2 separate regions of the Mus musculus genome follow, and region 1 is linked to region 2. Evidence: chromatin contacts called from public Hi-C data. All regions are on one chromosome and are shown on one strand. The core of a region is the stretch at or near the end of the contact, and the rest is flanking DNA. Distances in the headings are between cores, read along the strand shown.

What was found. A called contact is a pair of places that touch in the nucleus more often than the background predicts.
Region 1: a contact with region 2 is called in a Hi-C map of muscle stem cells, with 2.6 times the contacts expected there. The contact joins the enhancer-like site here to the promoter of Myf5 in region 2. A contact is called at or near these places in 3 of 484 Hi-C or Micro-C datasets (Sertoli cells, muscle stem cells and nephron progenitors) and 1 of 115 datasets of contacts at active chromatin or transcription factors (embryonic stem cells).

Annotation. Positions count from the first base shown.
Region 1 is chr10:107,541,256-107,545,010 of GRCm38.p6, reverse strand. Ptprq (protein tyrosine phosphatase, receptor type, Q) reads left to right here. Exons shown (of 45, transcript NM_001370987.1): 36 at 1,593-1,619; 37 at 2,278-2,359. All of the region lies in intron 1 of Gm36177 (a long non-coding RNA gene), which reads right to left. Among named protein-coding and RNA genes, the nearest start is that of Gm36177, 48 kb to the right of the region's middle. Within about 2 kb of position 1,745, at least 6 of the 459 cell types and tissues checked have an H3K27ac peak or open chromatin away from gene starts, as enhancers often do. A contact at or near this core is called in muscle stem cells, where this site is marked.
Region 2 is chr10:107,484,500-107,488,585 of GRCm38.p6, reverse strand. Myf5 (myogenic factor 5) reads left to right here and starts at 2,452. Exons shown (of 3, transcript NM_008656.5): 1 at 2,452-3,155; 2 at 3,865-3,940. The coding sequence starts at 2,655.

The sequences.
Region 1 (3,755 bases), core at 496-2,995, 57 kb before region 2:
TTCAAGAGAAATAAATTTCTCTAGTACAGCCCTAATAATCTTGGCTCTTCCCGGTCAAGAATCCATCATCAACACTAACGTCACGATTCTCATTTTCATGCAGTAGCATGGAAATGAATTTCTCAAATGCAAAGATGCTAATCATTCCTCAAATGTTGGTAATCAAGATTTCCCTAGACTAACACATTTTCCTTTCGTGATCTTTTAAAAAACAGGGCAGCATGAAAGGTTTTGCCAGTCATAATCTAGGGGTGTAGGTGGTCTGATGCATGCTTGTCATGGTCTGTTTCTCTTGCTGGTCCTTGCTGAGTGAGGGCAATCGTCTCCAACAGGACTGGTTACTCCACCTGTCTCTATTACATATGTTACAATGTCTCTGACCTCCGGTGCCTCACGTTTTCAGATCTTCTGTTTCTCATCCCCCCAATCAAAGCTTTTCTGACTTAACAACCCACTCAGCCACTTCTGGATCCATGAAGTTATGGTAAGAAGTTCTCTGTTGCCTTCTTGAGATCACTTTAGGCTGTTTGTGATAAACTCTTCAGTTTAGCCAGCAAGCCTCTGCTCAGTGTTTGTAGCTTGGTGTCTACCACATCTGATGCTAGGATAACGCTAGGATGCTCTACCAGCTTACACCCTGAGAAAGTAGGAGGCTATTTCCTCTTTGACACACCCACCACCGACTTCGAATTCTAGTACCCAGCTTCATAATACCTGCTTCTTCATCCCCACAAGTGCCATTAAATCTTTTTTTTTTTTTTTTGCCATAAGATACATACTGTTGGTTCAAGTGTTCTCCATTTGACATACATCTTTATGATCATTCTCAAAACATTCATCATGCCTTGATTGTTCTTCCGTCTGATTATCTTGTTTCATGCATCCATGATTTCAAAAGTACATATTCCAAGAAATATTTTTTACTTGAGGATTATCATAAATAACTTGTAATATTATCAAAAATGTAAAACCTTGTAAAGACCCTGTTGTGCATTTTGTTTGTTTATATTTTTGTGCCTTTTTGTGATTTTGTGCTGTGCAAATTTGTTGTGCATGATATTTCTATGTGTGTGGTGCATTATCTATTTATGTGTTAAAATATTTCATGTTTCAGAGTATAACGTTGTCAATTATGTAAATTACACAATGTGTTCATATCACAAAAATGTACATAAAGTAGCTGAAATAAATGTAATTTGTTATGGCTGTATTTTAACTCCAACTCAGTCATGAAACAGGGCTCGAGCAATATAATGTCATTTTGAACAACTTCTATTTCCCATTCTACATTCTTTATAAATAAAGAAAATGTTTCTTAAGTCTATATTAACTCTTTATTCTATGCAATATATTAAGAGGTAGCCTGCCTTTAACGCAGTGTCTTAAATTGTAATGTTACCTTTCTAACTGGGAAGAGAAGCTAAAATTGTCAAACTAATGAAAAATGAAATTAGCAAGTGCATGCTAGTTGAAACCACAATGTACTTATACATTGTTGATTTTGCTGTAATTTTCTGATTTGAATCTAGAACTCTTTCACAAGGAGCCATCTACTCTCACACACCATACATCTAACGTGGTCTCTGTTGCAGGTTACTTAGTTATAGAAAATCCATCAAGTAAGTTTGTGAACTTTTTCTCCTTCCTTTGAATATCAACTTTAGATTCACTGACTCTGTGCCTCTTACTGTGTGGCTCTCTCTCCGTATGTTTGTTGGAAAGGCCTTTAAGCTGGATATAAATCATAAAGGCATGACTAATTGCATGGTAACTGGAGAAATGCTTTCTCTCTCTCTGGGGTGAAGCCTGCATGTCTGTATTTTAGCTTGGGAAGTAATATGGGGACATTTAAACTCCTTGGGGCTTAAAAGCCATATCATTATGAGAATGAAGTCACTGCAATATTTTATATCTTCTAAAACCTTGTAATGTGTAACATTCTTCAGTGTGACAAAGAAGTATTCATGTGCTTTTAGGAGTCAGTGATAACTTTATGCCCTCACATTTACTTGAAAACTTTTGTTCATTAAAACGCTAAATCTTTCCTTTAAAGTCACTGAAAAAAAAATTAAAAGAATTTTGTACCACGGATGTAAAGAACGTGAACTTAAAGAGAGAGAACTCCTTTTGTAAACAGGACGAGTGACTTTAAAGGATTGTGAAACTGGGGTTTTACAGTTGCTTAAGTGTTAACTGTGTAGACGGTGCCCAAGCTCTCTCTTAAGAGAAAGAATACAAGCTAACGAGGTTCTGTTTAATGCTTTTCTTTACTTGGAGGCCGGTAAGCAAGAAATCCTTCCTGCAACATGTTGAAGAGCTTTGCACAAACAACAACCTAAAGTTTCAAGAGGAATTTTCGGTATGTTGCCAGCAGTTGTCACAACATTGCAAGACCTCCGGTAGTTTCCTGTGTCACATTTCATGTCCATTTTAAGCATGCGAGGCCATGAAGGATTCTGGCCTTGATAATCAATACCCAATTACCAGGTTGATTGTTTAGATAGTAATGTTACCCTGGGTGGCCTTTGCTGCAACCTGATCAGAGTATTCACCTACTGTGTTAGGAGAAGGTGGTCTTCAGGCCCCTGTCGAATGGCAGCCTGGCCCCAGTTCCTTGCTCACCCATTCTGATGGAGGTACAAATCCCGAGTGATGGGTTCATTAGTGTGCATTTGTGGACGGGCTTTAGATTGTGCTGTAAATGTAGTTTTACCTATTTAAACAATCATGTTAGGTTTAGGCACTTGATGATTTCATATAAGCACGTTGACTATTGAATAGAATGAGTGCTAGTGAGTGTGCATTCGTGGTGTAAACTTTGCAGGCACTGCAAACATTACTGCTACTTCTGATCCCATCACAATACAGATAAGTAGTGTCTGCCTTCAATAACGTCTGTTTCTAAGTTATTATGAAACAAATGCTTGATCCCACATGGAAATATGGAAAACTAAGACCTCATTGATTCAATTATTTTAAAGTTGAAAATATTTTTACCTGTTAATTTTATTATGTTTCTTTTGGCATATCTTATTGATTACTTGAGTATTTCATATCACTAAAATTGAAATTATATAGAGACATAAACTTTAGCTCTGCAATCTATTTTGAGGCTCCTATCTACCTTATCTAGATAACCTGGTTATTTTACATTGTGAAAGCAAAGTATATTTTATATTGTATCCAGAAGTCTATTTCTACTTTTTTTTCCATAAATTTCTTAGTGTGTGAACTCCTGAAACAAACAAACAAACAAACAAACAAACAAACAAGACAATTGGCTTAAATAATTCAGGATTATAAAATTCCAGTTTCTCAGGGAGTAATAACAACTGTGAGAAGATGAATGGATGTTCTGCTGCTAGCTGGTTATACTTCTTAAGTAATGCTGGACTGGACTTCGCAAAGCCGAGGCAACCATGAGGTGCCCTTAGCTTTTCCACAGAAAGAGATTTCAATGTTGCACCAGGAAAAGTGTAATTTTTCCAGCCTAGGATCAAACATAGTCAGATTATTTATGCCCAAGTACATGGATAGTTGTATTAGCCAATATATTTTCATATATTAAGAAAAATTCTAGCTTGACTTTTTTGGAAAGCCATAGTGTTCTTCTGTAAAAACAAACAAGCAAGCAAACATTAAAAAAATAACAAATCATTCTTATCCTAATGCTTTATTAAATTTTTAATCAAAATTATCATATCATAATAAACATATATATTGGATGCCTAAAGTTGACTAATCTTTTAGCACAT
Region 2 (4,086 bases), core at 1,203-3,702:
AGGGTAAATTACTCAGCCCTAGCGTTAAAGTTTACCTAAAACAAACAAACAAACAAACAAACAAAATGGAATCCTTTCAAGTACCAAGTTACTCTGTGAAGATGGTGAGGAACAATAAATCAACCGTGCAGGGCAGATTCGAGGCAGTAGCTATTAGGTACACACAACAGTAAGAGGCTGACTGGGAAACAGTCGGAAGGTCACTCGGCAGCATGGAACTGCTTCCACTTCCACCTTAAGGACCACGTTTGCATCTCCATCACTGGTCTGTTTTAGTTACCCCAAATATGAGACAGAGGTAAGGAAGGTGAAGAGGAAAGATGGGAAGGAGGAAGGGAAGGGGGAAAAAAGAAAGGGATGGAGAGGTGGAGAAGGAAGGAGAGGAGAAACAAAGAGAGAAGGAGCAAGAGGAAGACTATGGTTTTATGTAGAGAAGTTGCTGACCATATCCTCTCTATGAATTTTGCTGTGAATCTGAGGCTGAGAATATCTACCTCTCCAAAACAGCGTCACAGAGGTTCCATGTGTGCTATTTGCTCAATCAGATGCATCCACGGGAGCCTTGTCTTCAGGAGTACGCGTGTGTGTGTGTGTGTGTGTGTGTGTGTGTGTGTGTGTGTGTGTGTGTGTTTAAATCTAGTGTTGTCCCAATATTGTATTCATTTCAAAGGCAGACATTTTTAATCCGGTCCCAATAGGGGTACAGTTGGATTTTTCATTGGCCAATTGATTAAATAGCCCCTCAGTGTGAGACCCACCAGACCTGATTTACAGAAGAAATCTGTCTTCAAGATTACAGGACAGGGTAGAGGGAACAGAGACAGACACAGCTAGCAAGTGCAGTGATTGGCACCTTCTGGTCCCTTCCTTAAAGTCCTTGCCTTCACAGACAGTTATAATGTATCTGGCCCCGATAGATACCAGATCTGTCAGACTTGGCTGCTTTAGAAAAGTCACTCTGAGTCATCGTCGTCGTCATCACCATCATCATCATCACCACTAAAAGGCAGTGTAACACATACACACACACACATACACACACACACACACACACACACACACACACACACACATATACACACACATACAAAGGGTCACTTTGAATCCACAACACTTACTTAATTGGATGACACTCCCAAGTGTGAACAGTCCATTTTTACAACGGGGCTACAAAAAAGAGGTTTAAAGCTCTCAGAGAATTTGTGTTGACCGTAAGTAATGGTGTTTCTTGGATATGAATAACATCTCCCCTCTCACGTGATCTGAAAGCGGATCAACAGTGGAGAAGAAATCATAAAAGCTGAGGAATAGGCTGAATATATATATATATATATATATATATATATATATATATATATATATATATATGAATGAATGGCAGTTTTCCCCTTTGTCTTCAGTTGACAAAAGTTTCAAAGACCTGTCTGCAAATGGCATTTCTGAAAGGCTTTTGTCACCAAAGTGTGTGAAGCCACTCTTTTAAGAGGAGTTGGAAATTTTACACTAGCCCAGGATCTCTCTTAGCTGGCAGCTGGGACCCATCTGTAACGGTGTTAGCTGGCCTGAAAAGCAGAAAATTAGCGACCCCGAGAAGCCTTGGCTGGCTGTTTAGTCTGTAGACACGGTAGGGCGGAGCAGCAGACTCTGGAGAAAAGAAACCCCAAGCTGGACGGGGAGCTTTCTGTGAGAAACTGGACCGCTGCCGGTGACCGTCCTCCTCAGGCGTGGGAATCTCCCAGTGCAGGTATTAGCCTAGGTCTGATGCAGAGGAAGAGGCAACAGACACGTGTGCTGGGAAGGATGGAAGCTCGGAGGGGAAGGATGCGGGGGAAGGTCACCTGGTCCACTTCCTTTTCAGGGCAGCAGAAGAAACGTGTGACCCTCTGACAGAGCCAGACCTCAGAAAGGAAGCTCAGCTACTGTCATCCCCATGAGATGACCATCTCTCTCATCAGAACTTTACTTCTTTGGTCTTTGTCAAACAGGTTTTGAAACACCAAGCTCTCTAGGTTCATGCCATCCATGAAAATGCCACCTCACTATTTTACCAACTGTTACCAGTACACAAACTGACTCAATCTTTTGGTAAAGTTCATGAAAATGAGAAGCAAGCACCGGAGATCCGTGCGTTAAGAATCCAGAAGCTAGGTTCCCTTTGGTGTTAGACGGAAATACGGAACTTTAATGTCTTGCTACCGTGCTGCTGCTGCTGATTATGTTAAAGTGTGATCAATTTCAAGAAGCCAACCCCAACCCCTTTAAGTGATCCCTAGGTTTAGTTTATCCAGAAGGCCACCGAGCAGGTTAGGCTGCAGTAAAATCATTAGCGTCAAAGGGACCAGTAAACTGCAAAGTGTCTCTAGAAGAAAGACAAGAGGCTTGCCCAGACAGCCCCTGTGGGGGGTTGTGGTGGGATATGCTAATAACGCCCAGCTACAGGGACCAACCTCCCTTCCCATCCCCCAGGAATATATAAAGAGCCCCAACCTCAGCCACTGACCGACCCTGGCCAACAGGCATCTGTCCTTGTTAATTACAGAGAGACAGTCCCAAACTCCGGGAGCTCCGCCTGGATTTGCTGGCCTGCAGCAGCCAGGGACTGGCGTGTCTCCCTCTCTGCTGAATCCAGGTATTCCCACCTGCTTCTCTGAAGGATGGACATGACGGACGGCTGCCAGTTCTCCCCTTCTGAGTACTTCTATGAAGGCTCCTGTATCCCCTCACCAGAGGATGAGTTTGGGGACCAGTTTGAGCCAAGAGTAGCAGCCTTCGGAGCACACAAAGCTGAGCTGCAGGGCTCAGACGATGAGGAGCACGTGCGTGCACCTACCGGCCACCACCAGGCTGGCCACTGCCTCATGTGGGCCTGCAAAGCTTGCAAGAGGAAGTCCACTACCATGGATCGGCGCAAGGCCGCCACCATGCGCGAGCGTAGACGCCTGAAGAAGGTCAACCAAGCTTTCGAGACGCTCAAGAGGTGCACCACCACCAACCCTAACCAGAGACTCCCCAAGGTGGAGATCCTCAGGAATGCCATCCGCTACATTGAGAGCCTCCAGGAGCTGCTGAGGGAACAGGTGGAGAACTATTACAGCCTGCCGGGACAGAGCTGCTCTGAGCCCACCAGCCCCACCTCCAACTGCTCTGACGGCATGGTAAGCCTCGCTTTTACCATAGTCTTTGTGAAAAGTCCTGGTACCTCTTCTAAACCAGTGGGACCATTGCTTTAAGAGCCGTGTTCACAGAAAGATTTAAAAAACAAAAACGAAAACTGTCCTACAGGATTTTAGTTTGATTTCCTAGCTGTTTGCAGATGCATGGAGATGGCAGTAAAAGCTTGGCTTGCCTTTAAGTGACTAACAAAGTATTTTCTCTGTTATTTCTTACTTAGAGCAGCCACCCAGTGTATATAGCTCAGTAACTAATTAGAAAGCATCCCAACTTCATTCCAATTCCTGCTCTGAGGCCAGGCTGGAAGGCAATGTTGATACACTGTTTTCAGAGGGCTGTGGTGTTGGCAGGTTTCTAATGTGTTTTTGCCCTGGGAAAGCATTCTCTCCCCGAATTAGTGTGGCTTCCTTCTACCGCAATCCATTTTGCATGGTTAACCCAGGGCGCATTGCTGCGGGGTTTCTCTGACTTGTTTTCTCTTTGCTTCTGTTTTCCTCTTCTCCCAGCCCCGAGACTGACCTTGGTGCCCTGGAGATTTGGAGACATCAGCCCCTTCCTAGATCAGTGCTGCCGGGGAGGGAACTAAGACCGTTCGGTTTCCTGAGTTAGGGGGCTGGTATGATCTCACCCTAGGTCTGTGCGTCTTTTTGGCCAAGGCTTAAAAATATATTTCTGTGCGTTTTGTGTTAACAGCCTGAATGTAACAGCCCTGTCTGGTCCCGAAAGAACAGCAGCTTTGACAGCATCTACTGTCCTGATGTATCAAATGGTAAGAACTGATAACTTCAGACACCTTTAAAGATCTGTTCAGTCTCGTAATTCAGTCATGGCAGTCTGTCCTTCAAAGTAGTATTTAGAACAGGTATATAAACGATGGCTGTTGTGGGGGAGGCTAAGGACCGTTTTGTGCTCCAG